Linked DNA regions of Mus musculus: all the other regions are linked to region 2. A link is a contact called in public promoter capture Hi-C data. All regions are on one chromosome and are shown on one strand. Each heading gives the region's core, a stretch centred on a gene start, on an enhancer-like site or on the middle of the called end of the contact. The rest is flanking DNA. Distances are from core to core; before and after follow the strand shown.

The links. Promoter capture Hi-C pulls out the DNA fragments that hold promoters and counts their contacts.
Region 1: a contact with region 2 is called in a promoter capture Hi-C map of embryonic stem cells, with 7 times the contacts expected there. The contact joins the promoter of Pop1 here to the promoter of Ankrd46 in region 2. A contact is called at or near these places in 8 of 39 promoter capture datasets (the 3T3-L1 cell line, cranial neural crest, embryonic stem cells and 4 more), 1 of 115 datasets of contacts at active chromatin or transcription factors (astrocytes) and 2 of 9 other capture datasets (adipose tissue and liver).
Region 3: a contact with region 2 is called in a promoter capture Hi-C map of erythroid cells, with 6 times the contacts expected there. The contact joins the promoter of Atp6v1c1 here to the promoter of Ankrd46 in region 2. A contact is called at or near these places in 3 of 39 promoter capture datasets (erythroid cells, liver and pre-B cells).

Annotation. Positions count from the first base shown.
Region 1 is chr15:34,494,015-34,497,189 of GRCm38.p6, reverse strand. Pop1 (processing of precursor 1, ribonuclease P/MRP family, (S. cerevisiae)) reads right to left here and starts at 1,879. Exons shown (of 16, transcript NM_026340.3): 1 at 1,775-1,879. Rida (reactive intermediate imine deaminase A homolog) reads left to right here and starts at 1,944. Exons shown (of 6, transcript NM_008287.3): 1 at 1,944-2,137. The coding sequence starts at 2,073.
Region 2 is chr15:36,495,081-36,498,175 of GRCm38.p6, reverse strand. It overlaps Ankrd46 (ankyrin repeat domain 46), which reads left to right and starts at 1,385. Exons shown (of 5, transcript NM_175134.4): 1 at 1,385-1,449; 2 at 2,183-2,299.
Region 3 is chr15:38,660,603-38,663,816 of GRCm38.p6, reverse strand. It overlaps Atp6v1c1 (ATPase, H+ transporting, lysosomal V1 subunit C1), which reads right to left and starts at 1,913. Exons shown (of 13, transcript NM_025494.3): 1 at 1,734-1,913.

The DNA.
Region 1 (3,175 bases), core at 630-3,129, 2.0 Mb after region 2:
TGTCACACTGCACTTAGCAGACTACCATAAACAAAGTACAGGATCAAAACAACACAAGTATTGGATATTCATATCCACACATACATGAACTTTGACTATAAAGCAAACGTTAACAAGGTAAGAAACATTTAGCCCGCAACTACGCTCCTTCTGACACAGCATGAGAACTGTAGGTAGCCTCAGAGCTTCTCCAGTTGGGGATCACAACCCCATATAGGGTCATGTAGCTGAATGTGAGGTGATGAAAAATCTAGCAAGAACAATTCAGAAGTCAAATGTGTAATGAATCCAAAGTGTTTCTGGCAGTGCTCTACCTAGACGTCACTACAGCCACAGTTCAGCAGTGACATCCCATGCTTACACACCATACAACACCAACAAATACTGCCTGAAACAGCTCAGCCAAGATCCCAGGCAAGTTATGAACCCAGTGTTCTTACTGTACATACAGGTTTATGCTCTTAAGAAACAATGTTATACAGGCTGGTGAGATGGCTCAGAGGCTAAGAGCACTGGCTGCTCTTCCAGAGGTCATGAGTTCAATTCCCAGCAACCACGTGGTGGCTCACAAAACATCTATAGGGGGATCTGATATCCTCTTCAGGCAGGCAGATATATATGCAGCAGAGCACTCGTACATTAAATAAAGAAAAAGAAAAAAAAGGAAACAATGATATAAAAACAGGCCTAAATTTCTCTTTAAATTGTTCTCATGCCGCACGTCTTTGGATTGTGCTGGGCTGCATTGTTTGATTTAAAAAACTAGTTTGAAATTGAGTTGCTGGGTTAAATTTTATATTTTTTAAATCATTAATTTGGATTTGGGATTGAGATAGACTTTTCCAACAACTGGCCCTAATTATAGTTCCGACTGTACTACATATTTAGGCAAAATAGCATCTCATCACTGACTATTATAAAAATCAAACAACAAATCAGCTCTAAAAAAAAAAAAAAAAAGCCGGGCGTGGGGGCCCACGCTTTTAATCCCAGCACTCGGGAGGCAGAGGCAGGTAGATTTCTGAGTTCGAGGCCAGCCTGGTCTACAAAGTGATTTCCAGGACAGCCAGGGCTATCCAGAGAAACCCTCTCAAAAAACAAACAAACAAAAACAAAACAAACAAACAAACAAACAAAACCACTTTAGATGCTTTATGTCTTGCAGTATCAAATACTCTACCAAAACTCGTATTTATGAAAAAATAAACATACACACATCTATTTAGAGAGTAAAAATTAGTTTTTATCTTTCTCAAAAGGCAAAATTATACCAGCTACACTAAAGAATTGTTTTAAATATACTTCCTTATGATATATTATCAGTTACTAATTAGTACATCTTCTTATCTACCCAGGTTCGTTAGTGAGAAAGCTGAAGTCGTGAGCTAGGAGAAGATGACTCGCCTCCGGAAAGCAGACCCCGGTCTGCTCAAATCTTGAGGCGATCATGCATAGAAAGGAAGCACGGGATGGCGAAAGGCAGACAACCCACACCTCTGCTTGGTTCCCCGGAATGACCCATCCCTGTCCTTTACGGTACCCAGAAAGGGATACAAGCGCATTCCCAGAGGGGATTCCGCCTGGCAGGGCAACGATAAGCATAAAAACGAGCACAGGAGCCTGAGGCTCTGGACTGCAAGAGGGCCCGCCCGGGCAGCATGGACCTCCCCAAGTGAAAAGCGCCGCAAGCCGAAGCCGCCACTGTGGGCAAGCCCCCACGCGAGGCCCCCGCGAGCTGGCGGCCCCGGCTAAGCATTAGTGCCTCACCACCAACCTGCCAAAAGTTCCGAGGGCTTCGCCGGTAAGAATGACAAGGTTCTGAGATCCCTAGAAGCTCCCACCACAGAGGGTGAGCGAGCGGGCTGAGGGCGCGTGCGCAGCACGGCTTCTTCCTCCACGTGTCCCGGAGTCGCTTGTAAACTACAATTCCCATCGGGCCGTGCGAATTCGCACGGGGCTGTCCCTGAACTAAAACTCTTTTGCCTAGGGCTGTCTGGTCAGTGGACAAGAGTGGGTGTAGTTACTTACCATCGTTTCTTCTTCTGGAGGGTCTTCAAGAGGGAAGGATTAGCATGTCGTCCATAATCAGAAAGGTGATCAGCACCACAAAAGCCCCGGCGGCCATTGGTCCCTACAGGTAATGTTTTTTACTGTAGCTCTGAAGGACCAGGTAGGTGCAGTGTTGCAAGTTTGGAGCTTTGGCCCCTGCTGGTCCGAGCAAAAGAGAGTCTTAGAACGCGCGAAGAAACTAAGTTCAGAAAGAGTACAGTGTATCCAAATCCCTCAGAGAATGGGGGAGCCCTGGTGCTACCAGAAACTTGCACTCCTAAGATCTTGCCCCCATCTGGAGCTGCCGGGGCCCCGAAGGCGAGCTTGCTACATGCTTTCTCTGGTTAGAAGTGGCATCACCCCAACCCCCTTGCCTTTCGTCTTGGTGGCTTCTAGTTTTGGTTTTTGTAACAATTTTATTAAGATAGAATAAACAACCCATAGAATTCTCATTCTGTTAGTGGGTTCAATTCAGTGGCTTTTACTATGCCCAAAAGTTGTGTAGCCATCATCACTTTCTATTCTCAAAACATTTACATCCAACCTAAAATAAGGTTTATACCATTAGCATTTATTCCACATGGCATCTTTCCCCAGCTCCTTACAACCACCCATTTATTTCCTCTCCATCACTATAGGGTTTATCTGTTAAAGACGTTTGCTATAAAAAGTATAATACACTGTTTGGTCCTCTGTGACAGGCTTCTTTTACTAGCATGAAGTTTGATCTAACCCTTTCTTAATTTACAAGATATGCTTGTCTCATTTGGACAGTACTCAGCAAATACCTGTATGTCTATCCTAGTCTCTGGCTTCTATAACGTGTAGGAATGCAATGATGCTTATGAATGGTTTATCCATGCCTATTTACCACTAATATCAAATGCAAGTAACACCAAAGGTGATCTTCTGAGATTATCCTATATACTAGAGCTAACCATATATGTACTGGAAAAATAAAAACTACCCTTTGGCATTTATCTCTGCTTACCAGAAGTGCTTTTAAATAGAAATGGTACTTTCTTTTCACTTCCTTCTGTGGGTGCTATGAAGGACAGACTAACTTTGTAGCTCAGACTAACCTAGAACCTGCTGTTCTCCTGTTTGAGCATTCCTAGTGCTGACG
Region 2 (3,095 bases), core at 136-2,635:
ACAGTCCATTTCCTTAATCTCCTCAGAGGAAGAAAAAAAGCTGCCTTCACAGTCCTTACATTTTCCCCATTGATCAGAAGCCATAATTCGTGAAGAAGAAAAGATAAATTAGAATACAATCAATAAACTCTCAAGTTGTTTGATACACCAACCGGGGAAGAATAAATTGTAAGAATAGAATTATCATTTAAATTACCCAATGATTTGGCACAGTGCATGGGCATATATGAAGATATTATGGACTTAGCCACTGACAAATTGATTAATGTATCCCCAATTTACAGAATATTTATAGTCAGTCACTGCACAAGTAAATGTTAAATAGCTAAAGATGATTGGCAGCCCTGGGGATGGCTGAGCTCACCCTGCCCTGGTGTGTGGCCTGTGTGTGTATATGTGCACAGGCCCATGCATTCACAAACATGAGTGTGCAAACACTTAACATGCACTTGCACATGGAGACCAGAGGTCAGCCTCAGGTGACATACCTTAAGAGCCAATCATCTTGATTTTTTTTTGAGAGGACTCTCATTAAAGCCCATGAATAGCCCAGGCTGGCAGACTGGTCAGGGGGACCACTGAGACCCAGCTATCTCCTACTAGCCAGAACTTGGATTACCACATGCCAGCATGCTTGGCTTTTTATGTGGGTTCTGGGGTGACTTCAGGACCTTATGCTTGCAATGCAGGTCCTTTACCAACTGAGCTATCTCTCCAGCCTTCTTATAATCCTTAAATGAAAGGAATATGAGGTTTCCTTAAGCCAGGCAATACTCCTATACATCTATTTGACATTGCCGGGGGCTGGGGGCGGGAGGACGACTTAGATGTAATTCTTGAACAGACAACACCCTACAGGGTCATCTGGTGGGTTGGATGATACTAGAATTTGTAGAACAGTGTTTAAAAGAAGTCACCTTGGCTATATGACTGGAGTTGAGAGAGAGAGAGAGAGATAGAGAGAGAGAGAGAAGCTCTGTGAAAGAATGTTCCATATATGGGTGTATCATCATTTTCACATGTCATGATAAGTCAAGGAACCCTTATAAGTGGGTGTAAGCATTCACTCTGAATAATAACTCGGCAGGATTATAGCTTAGAGTAGACTTGTCAGCCATTATTTGCTAACTTGTGGATTCAGATTTTAAACACCTCCCCTGCAGCCCTAAACTAATAAATTAATGCGCGTGGCACTTAATATATTTGTTTCTGCCTTTTAAATTTCTACTTAGTTGAGGGAATGGGATGTATGTTTTTTAAAAGGGGTGAATGTGCGCGATGCTGGCTAGAGGCCGAACCGCCATGAGAGCCTCCCGCCTGCAGGGGGCGCGCCGCCGCGGGGTGCGAGGCCGCTCTGCCCTCGCGAGCTCCACCTCTGTGGTCGTCCGCGCCCCGCCTGTCGCCGCTGGAGAGGAGGAGCTGCTGCCATCACTGCTGCCGCGGGCGCAGGTACCAGGGCCGGGGCCGTGGGCAGCAGCTGGGCGGGAGCCGGTGACAGCTCCTCTGAGGGCCGTGGAGCCCGGCGCGGGTCCGAGCGGCTTCCGCGCGGGCGATGCTGGCAGGAGGGCCCGGGTCAGGCCTGGGAGCTTGCGCGGATGATGCCCGCGGGTATTCGCGGGTCTCAGGCAGCCCACGCCCCAGCCCGATGGCGGCGTCCTTCCCAGGCAGGGATTCAAAGCATAGCTAGGAATTGTCAACACCTTAGCGGTTCACGAGGAGACCGAAGCCCGGGCGTGCGTGGGCGCTGTGGAGGTGCGTGTGATCTGTCCGGACTGTCACACTGCCCAGGGTATCCGCGGAGAGAAAAGATTTGCACACTTTGCGCTTAGGCCTCAGGTGATCATGAACTTTCACACTTGACACGCGTCGTTAAAACGCAGTTGCTTCCTCTCCGGATTTCCCAACAACCGTCTTAGGGAGAAGACATTTATTTTAACAGCGTTCCACAGACTCTAGAATTGGCTGCGGAATGTAATAAGTGTGTGTTATTGAAGAGTAAATAACACTGCCCACTCTTCAGAACGTGGCATTAGTACTTAGGCGCTTCCCAAGGTGCCATCAGTGGTGTGGTGATTTTTCATGTTACAGTAACAGCTGGCTATCTTCATGTCAGATATTGTGCCTAATGGTCCTTTTTAAAATCTTTGCAACAACCCTGACAAGTACCATCTCTGATTTGCAGATAAAGAAGCTGAGGCACAGAGTCTTAAGTCAACCTGTCCAAGCCCAGACAGTTGGCAGACTAAGTGGGACCGGAGACGCCCAAGACTTCACGCCAGCATCCCTTTACCTTGCAAAGGTAGTAGTGTTCCTTAAGATTTTTGTTTATTGATAGAATTCGTAGCCTGAACTGGTTTCTCTTAGACTTATGCTTATGGAGTATGCAAGAGCCTGTGCCACTGTCCTTTTAGTTTCAAGGGAGTTTAATGAGAAATGCATTTGTTCTTTAAGCCTTGTAGTGATAATAAAGTTAAATGTCCTGGATTCTTACTGTTTCAGCATAGGTTGATTTGATGGAGGAGTGCGTCTGTGATTGTCTATCCACATTAGCTGTGTGTTGGTTAGTTGTATTTTCACAGCAGTTCTAGTGAGTGTACCTTGCACACATAGCATTCTGCCAAGCAGAAAGATTCCCCGACTCCTACAAGAAGCTAGTGTCTCACAGGATACCAGAGAGACGTGGGAGAGAACTGCTACGTGGTGAGGAACGAAGGATACACAGCACAACCTGTAAGCAAACTGAGCTAGTGACTGCAGGATCAAGGGTTTGCACTGTGAGACTGGGGATGTGATTTCCCAGTCCCAGAGACTGGGGCGTTAGAGTCTAACTAAGTTCCTTTACTATTGCGGAGACAAAGACAGAGGACTCCAGTCTGTCACCATGGAGAAGTGATGGTGACAGGGACTTGAGGCAGCTAGTCGGATTGCAGCTTTGCAGGTCACAAATCCCCCGTAGGCGTGTCCATAGGCCAACCTAACCTAGACACTTCCTCTGACACTCCCTTCCCGGGGCTTTCTCCTTCTGACAACCAAAGCTAACCACCACCGAGTCCCAATTTGCTTAGCTGTATTAGGATTTAATGTGTTAGGATTTC
Region 3 (3,214 bases), core at 664-3,163, 2.2 Mb before region 2:
CTACCTGCCAGGGCGGCTCAAACTGTGGAGGACTTGCAGGGCCACACACAGTCTGTCTCCAGCACCTATGATCTTCACTGGATTCCCTGAGCAGTCTGACTCCAGCTCTCCCCACACACAGGCCAGTCTGTCCACATCCCACCACCACACCTTTCTCATTCCAGGTTCTCTGCAAGTTCTGGAAAGGCACGTTCCTCCTCTCACTTCAAGGCCTTGACAAACTCTGTTCCCTCAACCTGGAATGTCCTTTTCACTCCTGCCTGCTCACCCCCTTTTCACACCAACCTCTTCTCAGTCATATCCTCAACAAAGCCTTCTTTGAATCTTCCACAAAAGTCATATTCCTGGGAAACATCTCTGTACTGCTCCATTACTCCTTCGGAGTAGATTTTACACACACACACACACACACACATTTATGTATATGTGTGTATATATATGTATATATGTAGATGTATATATATATGTGTGTGTGTGTGTATACATATATATATAGAGAGAGAGAGAGAGAGAGAGAGGGAGAGAGAGAGAGAGACAAGTGGTCTCACTATTTATTTAGCTTTGGTTGGCTCTGCCTCCTAAGTGCTAGGACTAAAGGTTAGTGCTCTATCACACGCCAAATGCACGACTATTAAAACCTATCTCCTCTGAATCTGTCTGGAAGCTCTGACAGCAGAGTCCCTGTCTGCTTCCTAAACCTTAGCACTCCCATAGTATCAGCCATAGAGCATGCAGTATATGAACAAGTATCACCAGACTTCAAAACTATTTCCCACTTTTCCACAATGCAGCCTACTACAAAAGCCTGGCCTTTGGCACCCCTAAATCATGTCTTCTTCTCTCATCAGGCCCTCAAATAACGAGGCTTTCACTGAGTAAAAAGTTCTCCTCTGTTGCCTCCAATCCCACCGACTTGCCAAGACCCAAACTCAAGTTTTCTTTCCTCCAGGATACTTTTCTCCTCCTTCTGTTTTTACCAGTTCTATACAACCTCATCTTTCCCCTGTGACTTATCTTCCCACCATCAATGTGAACTTTTAGGGCTGGGCTATTCACACCCGACCATTTCATTCCCGGGGCACCACTAAGTACAGAGTAGACAATTTTCCCCCTGATAACATTTTTCCTCTGAAAAGAACACAAGCTTCCCTCTTATGCCTCATAGGTGATTCAATCTGCCTTATAAGAGACTCTGTCCACCAGTTCCTTTTCGGGGATGTTGTTTAACCTCCCCCAACCCCAATCTAGTGAAATGTTTTTAAGCTGCCTGTATTCCTGTTTCATCCACTGCCTACAATGACCCCCGTGTCCTCTGTGACCGCCCCCTGCCTGCAGTGGGCACCCCTTCCGCCCTGAAAACTGTAATCCCTTCTATTCACATACAGGCGTAAACACCCAGTGGAGACTGCACACACACGCCGGTGAACCCTGAGCCTCACCTGAGGCATTCTGTCACTGTCCACCTTCTCACAAGTGACCAGGACTCGCTGGGATTCCCACCCAAGAAGGACCCGAATGTACAACACTTCTCCCTTCTGCCACTGAGTTCCCCGTCTGGGCCCCTTCCCCCTCCTTCTTCTTCCAAAGACACCAACCCTAGGCCCTGAGATGCGGAGAGCCCGCACCCAGGCCGGTTGCAGGTCCGACGCCACAGTCTAGGCCCCCGCGCCGCCCCCATCCTTCCCCGGCGGCCACTGCAGCGTCAGCTCCCCGCAGGGCTATCGCTCACTGACCCGAGGTGTCTCAGGAGGCGGCGGCGGCGACAGGTGCGGAGGCAGGAAGCCTGGTAGACGTTAACCGCTCAGCGCTCCATCCCTCCCGGACCTAAGCTCCGGCCTTTCGGCTTCCTCGACCCCTGCGCCCAGAGCAAGTCACGTGCCAGCCGGAGCAGTCAGCTGACCGCGGCGCACGCCGCTCCGCCTACGCGCGCGCACCACTGCGCGCAATCACGATGCGGCCAGGCCTCCGGAGAAGGCGGGGCTGAGAGAGCGCGCAGAGCGGGCTTCCGGGTGGGCGGAGCTTGCCGCTCCTCCAGATGCACCTGCGGTGGTTGGCCAGCCACCAGAAAATTCCCGCCCACCCTAAAATTACCCACAGGTTTCAGCCATTCAGACTCCCCCAAGCTCCTGCACTGACTTCTGCACTGCAAGTTTTGACAGTCCAGGTTTCGGGGAAATTTTTTCTAATAATCCACTTCAGTAGTTTCATATTTTTCATCCAATCTGGTATCACTTCGTTCCATAAAGTGATAAAGTGTTCAGGTTTAGTTACTCAGCACCAAACATTGTTAATTAGTTTTTTAGAATTAGCTAGTGGAGTGACCCCCTTGCCAGGAACTCCAAACTGTCTGGTTTAGGGGTACCAAAATGGATACAGGAAGTCAAGAAAGGTTTATGGACAGGGAAAAACCATCAGCCTTGGGTTCCAGAAAAATAGATATCAACCTACTCTCACAAACCGTGCACATCTCATTGGTTGAGAAGTTAGGTGGTGCATATCTCAGCATTTTAGGTTGCATAGAGGATTGGGGACTTGTCTATTTTAATCGTTTTTAGATTTACAGCTTAGCAAAGTGAAGCTCCAGAGGTTATGGTTCTGTTTGCACAATGTGTGGGCACTCCTGGCTGTTCTTACTAGCAAGCGGAATAATAGATTTCCATTGTCAACCTGACTGGCTTTAGAATTGCTAGGAGACAAACCTCTTGGAGGGAGTTTCCAGCCAGGTTTAATGTAGGACATTCACCTCGAATATGGGCAGCAGCATCTTGAATGATAGGAACCAACACAGAATGTTTTTTTTTTTTTTTTCGAGGCTTAGAGAGATGGCTCTGAGGTTAAGAACACATACTGCTCTCACAGAGGATCTGAATTCCTTACTGGCACCCACCTGGAGTGCCTTGTGACTCCAGCTACCTCCAGGAGATCCGATTGGCTTCATCTGGCCTCCTGCAGAACCTGTAATCATATGCACTCCCAGGAAGACAAAACACTCATACACATAAATACAAATAAAATTAATCTTTTAAAAATGATAAATAGGATTAGAGAGAGAAGGTTCAACAGGTAATGGGGCACTAACCACCAAGACTGATGGCCTGAATTGTATCCCCAGAACCACAAAGTGTATTCTGCAAGATAGCCTCCCATCTCCACATGCAAGCTGTAGTACCCACAAATAAATAAATGTAATAAAATTGTCAAATAAATAATCTTT